Regions from separate parts of the Mus musculus genome. Here region 2 is linked to region 1. Evidence: chromatin contacts called from public promoter capture Hi-C data. All regions are on one chromosome and are shown on one strand. Each heading gives the region's core, a stretch centred on a gene start, on an enhancer-like site or on the middle of the called end of the contact. The rest is flanking DNA. Distances are from core to core; before and after follow the strand shown.

Region 1 (2,700 bases), core at 5-2,504:
AATGTCCACGTACAACCTGAACTTCACCATCCTTTGGAAGGCACACAGACTGAACCTGATGCTTCTATCTCAGCACTTTGGAAAGAGGGGGAAAGACACGATCTTCCTCTGAATGTGAGAAAATGTATTGAAATGCCTTACGTAGTTTTTGCTTCAATTAGAAGTCCCAAAAGGATCAAACATCTTGGCAGCTGATGCTCCATTGATGGATGCTAAAAGGAAAAGTTCTGTTTTCTTTTTAAATTAAAAGCACTTATGTGCAAATAAAAAGTATCAGCCAAAAATAAAGGTATTAATAAATTACACTTTGTCAGAATTAAATATTCCTGCATTTTAAAGGACATAATTAAGGAATTCAAATACACGGTATCAACTAAGAGAAAAGAACATATACATAAAAGGAGTTGCATGTTATGGAAATAAAAAGAAATCTTTAAAAAATGATTGGATGTGTGCACTTGAGTTTGGGTACTTGTAGAGGCCAAGAGAGGTTGTCAGACATGAATGCTTGGAATTGAATCTAGGTTGTCTGAAAGAGCAGCAAGTGCTCCCAACAGCTGAAATATTTCTCCAGTTCCAGAAATAAGGAAACCTAACATCTCAGCTTGAAATAATATATCTTGCTAAGATGAAAATATCTATTAAAAATGAGCAGACTTGAACACACCATCAAAAAATGTATGGAGGGCAAATAAGCAGATAAGACATTTGACGGTACTAGTCATTAGGGAAATGCAAATTCAAGCCACAGGAAGAGTACCACCAACCTGTTAGAATGACTACAATTAAAGCCGACTAATGCTCTCGGAGCTGGTGAGGAAGCAGAGTAACTGGCTGTCTTATGCCTCGTTGGCAGGAAAGCAAAGTGGCCAGGCAATATTAGAAACAGCCAGGCAAAATCTGGAAAGTTGAATATGCATCTGCCAGATACCCTGGCAATATTGCTCAAGAGACTTTGTGTGTGTGTGTGTGTATGTGTGTGTGTGTATCTACAATTCATAGCATTATTAGTCAGACTCAGGAAAACTACCTCTTTTCCAGAAAAATATCCCACTCTGAGTAGTATTTGGAGGGTTCCTAGACTTGTTGAAGCTAACACACAGATCCCAAGTTAAGTACCCTTAACCTAGGATTCCAGAACATTTCCCCAACTGAGAGTCAAGGGAAGAGCTGCAGAGAAGATCCAAGCTGAATTGCAGAGCAACGTTTCATTCGCGTTGCTTACTCGTATTGGACAGCAGATGGCGCGCCCGCCTGCCTGAACGCCGGGCAGGTTGCACTCTAAGAACGCGGTGGCGCGCGAGGGGGCGTGGCGCAGTGCCTCTCACCACCTCGTCCGAGAAACAGCTTCCAAGTGTGCGTGGAGGAAGGACGCCAGATTGCAGGTGGCTAGGAGCAGCCCCGGGGGGCCCCCCTCTGTATTCCTTCCTAGCGTTGAGCTGTAGATGCGGCGTAGCGGTGGAGAGATGCGCGTCCCTCAGGGTGCTTGGATGCGGTGTGCGAGCAGAGCTCTTGGCAGTAAGCACAAACCACAGAAACCTGACTGCAAATACTTCCACATGCAAAGGAGGAAACCGAAACCTTCCTGCGTCATTTAAAAGGAACGAAAGCTGGAGATGTAGTTCAGTGGTAAACTCTTGTCTAGCTTACGTGAGTGAGGGCTAGGTTCAATTCTCTGTACTGGCAAATTCAAATAAAATAAAACCAAACGAAAAGCATCCAAACAACTCTGTTTTTTTTTTTTTTTTTTAACCTTCTTATAGAGCGGTCTTTCCCCTGCACACTAGACTTCTTCCTTATTGTGGGCAGTGTGGTACAGGTAAACTAAGAGAAGCTTGACTGAAGACGCGTAGGGCTTGTTTTCTCAGCTGCTATCCTTGGCTCATCCAAGCAGGAGGGTAGAAGTTAGAGCCTGAAAAGCAGAGAGACGCTCAGCCTGGGCAGAGAAGAAGAGACCCCTCGAACTTAGTACTGGGGAAAGTGAGTCCCAGAAGGCAGTAGGCATTGTAAGGTTACTCAATTGGTTGACATGTATATCCCTCCGAATAAGGATGAAGGTGTCTGGTGTGCAGGCAAAACAGTGTTTTGTAGGGGGATCAGGGTTTCTAAAAGCCAGTTGTTTTCATGGGGTCATAAATTAGCCCAGCTCCTAAAGCAATGATGCTTTGCAGCAAGGGTTCTCAACCCGTGGGTCGCGACCCGTCTCGAGAGTTTGACTAACGTTTTCACAGCGGTTACATATCCAGATATCCTATCCTGCGTATCAGATATTTACATCACGATTCATACCAGCAGCAAGATTACAGTTATGAAGTAGCAACGAAAGTAATTTTATGCTTGGGCTCATCATAAAGCAAAAAACTGTATTAAGGGATTCCAGCCTGAGAAAGGTTGAGAAACACTACTCTAGCGCATTGCTTCTCAGCAGCCTGCCTGTGATTTCAGCACCAGGGAGAGGCAGAGGCAGGAGGATCACCTTGGCGTTCAAGGCTAACTTGGGTGAGTTCCAGGTCCACTTGTGCTAAAGTGTAATGCCCTGTTTCTGGTGGGGAAAAAGAAAAGATTCTGGCTCATGATCAACTGTGCCTCAAGAAGAAGGATGTGCAGACCAGATGCCCGGGTCTTCCATTTCCTAACCCAGTCGGGAGGAATGGGAGGTGGGATAAGTCCGTATTCTAAATAAGCATTCTGATTAATCCT
Region 2 (2,700 bases), core at 161-2,660, 2.2 Mb after region 1:
AAAAGAAGCCACTTTAACATTGTAACGATTTAATTAGCAGGCTACAGAAGCTATGACTGGCTAAGTAGGTCATTATGTTCACAGGGCAGATGTCATAACTATTTGATATAGCCCTAGGCTGTTTTTATTCCATTTAAACAAGATCTAAATAGCACATTAGAACCTTTGCTGTTTAAGGCTTCATTCATCCTGCGGATCTATTAGGAAGCTGCAAGAAATTCTCTTGTGCCATTTCTACCTTTAGAATTTTAAAACAACCTGCACACAGGGTAACCTGAGCCTGACAGATAGTCCTGCCCCAGCCAGCCAGTAGCTGTAAAACCGCACCTGTGTTTTGGTAGCATTCTGTGTCTGCGGCACTCCAACACTAGTGATTTAATGTGAACACAAGCCGATCAAGTCCCTGCAGCCCAGGCGGAAACGGCACCCCAGGCGGGGCTGTCAGTTCCCATGCTGGGATAGGAGACGTCTCTTGTGCTATTATGTGAACATATCCATCTCCTCACTCTCCACCTGACCCTCAAATCCCACACACCTTCAGACTGGCTGTGCTCCAACACAACTTCTGTACACCTCCTCAACTCCCTGCAGTGGTCCCCAAGACCTCTCATCATTTCTGCAGACCTCTGATGTTCGCCCCATCCCCCCAAACTGTCTACAAGCCCTACAATCGCTCCGTAAGCCTCATCACTACCGCAGCCCCTCTGCAGCTCCTCACTACCTGGGGGACATTCCTCCGGACATGATAGCCTGTGCAGATCTCCCCCACCCCCACCTCATCCCCACCGCCGTGGGTCGTCACTCTCCCTGTTCCTCAACTCGTGCACAGTCTCTGTGACTCACAGGTGACCGTGCCCGCGCCCCCACGGCCCTCGAGACTCCCGCAGACGCCCTTTGCAAGCCCTGCCTAGACCTCCGGCCGCCCCACAGCACTCACAAGGCATCCGCGTAAGCACATTGCGGGGTGCCTTCTTGCTGCGCCCCGGGCCCTGGCGTCGCGCTCCGGCCGTGCCGTCCGTGTCCTCCTTGACCACCATGAGCCGGCGCAGGCGCTGGATGCGCTCGGGATCCGGGGTGGGCGCGGCGCGGCGACGGGCCCTGGACGAGCTCCCGGCTCCCGTGGAGGTTCCGGTGGAGGTTCCCGCCGAGGCCGGCTCCCCCGTGCCCCGAGCCCGACCGCGCCCGGTGCGCCCGCCCTTCAGGAAGCTCTCGTACTCCGCCACGTTGTTGAAGCAGGGCGCGTTGGGGTAGGGAATGGGCGGCAGGCGAGGTGCGTACAAGGCCAGCAGCGGGTCGAAGCTGTAGGAGCTGACGTCCAGCCGCGGGCTGGGCGGGCTGGCTGGGCTGCCGGCGCGAGCCGACCTCGCCCCCCACTCGCGCTCCTCCATGTTTGAAAGGCCCGCAAGCAGAAGCCGATGGGCGGGAGGAAGGAGCCGAGCCGCCAGAGGGCGGCACTGCGCAGCCGCAGCCGCGGCTCAAGGGGACGCACTGCGCAGCCGCGGCCACCAGGGGGCAGCATAGATTCGCTCTGGAGAGCAGCAGGGGGCGTGGCGCAAGGCAGGGGCGTGCTGAGAGGCGTGACCTGCTCAGGCCTCGCTCCGCCTCCACAGACAGCAGACAGGTTGAGGCTGTCCTCTTGACCTTTTTGTTACTAAAGAAGATACTGTTTATTAGTTCTCGTTTCCCTCCCCCATTGATATTAACTATCTCTTCTGAATTTGAGATCTAACGTCAACAAAATATACAAGTAGGGACACATTATTCGAAAACAAAGCCAACATTTTGGAGGCAGTAACAATTAACCATTTATTTAGTAAAACTCACTGATATTCACAGACAGCTTAGAATGGTTGATGCTCCAGACTCGGGGGGTAGACCCCAAGAGCAGCATTTTAAAGTCCCAGGATGTTCTCTGTTGTTCGGCTTGAGCTGGAGGCAAAGGACAGGAAGACAAGACATATCCCATTTTTCATTCCTGTTAAGTATATTCCTGATGTGGATCAGGCTAGCCTGTCTAAGCTCAAATTACTGAGCCTCTTTTGAGTTCTTATTGTCGTCTGAAATATGACAGGAAGGGTACAGAGTATACAGTGGGTGCATGCTAGATGGTTGAGTGCTATAAAAGACGGGTGACTACATCCTCACTTCCTTTCCCTGCCCACTAAGTTTAGAGAACACTTGGTATCAAAGAAAAGAAAACTGACTCCTTGATGTTCTCCTGACTACTGCAAAATCCAAAGAATCAACACTATTTTTTAGCTCTAGTTCAGCAAAAACTCTTTAAGATATATTTCATGTGTATGCTTGTCGGCATGTATGCCTGTGCACTATGAGCAATCAGACATACACACAGAGGCCAGAGAATGCTGGATCCCCTGAGTTGTGCTCGTTGTGAGCTACCATGTGGGTTCTGGGTCTTCCTTCGGAAGAATAGCCATCTCTTCAACCCCAAAGGAATGGTTTTAAAAGTGAGACTCCTGGAGGTAAGTCCCTCCCCATCCAGCATAGCTGTCTTGCTTCTTGCCATCTCCAGCCACACAAGTCATTCTCCGAAGTGCCACCACCTTCTCAAAGTATCAACCGGCATTCAGCCCGCGCTAGCTGCTTTGGGGTCTTCTTTACTTTCTGTAAGTTTGAAAATGTGGCCCAAAAGAACACTTGACTATCTTTAAGACAGAGATGAAACTTAGCACACTGCCA

Evidence for each region. Promoter capture Hi-C pulls out the DNA fragments that hold promoters and counts their contacts.
Region 2: a promoter capture Hi-C map of pre-B cells shows a contact between it and region 1, with 15 times the contacts expected there. The contact joins the promoter of Lsm11 here to the enhancer-like site in region 1. A contact is called at or near these places in 6 of 39 promoter capture datasets (the C10 cell line, hippocampal neurons, liver and 2 more), 1 of 15 datasets of contacts at CTCF or cohesin (large pre-B cells), 1 of 484 Hi-C or Micro-C datasets (regulatory T cells) and 3 of 115 datasets of contacts at active chromatin or transcription factors (astrocytes, embryonic stem cells and large pre-B cells).

The regions. Positions count from the first base shown.
Region 1 is chr11:43,765,762-43,768,461 of GRCm38.p6, forward strand. No RefSeq gene overlaps it. Among named protein-coding and RNA genes, the nearest start is that of Ttc1, 19 kb to the left of the region's middle. Within about 2 kb of position 1,255, at least 88 of the 459 cell types and tissues checked have an H3K27ac peak or open chromatin away from gene starts, as enhancers often do. A contact at or near this core is called in regulatory T cells, where this site is marked.
Region 2 is chr11:45,943,525-45,946,224 of GRCm38.p6, forward strand. Lsm11 (U7 snRNP-specific Sm-like protein LSM11) reads right to left here and starts at 1,411. Exons shown (of 4, transcript NM_028185.2): 1 at 938-1,411. The coding sequence starts at 1,388. Thg1l (tRNA-histidine guanylyltransferase 1-like (S. cerevisiae)) reads right to left here. Exons shown (of 6, transcript NM_001080969.3): 6 at 1,781-2,700.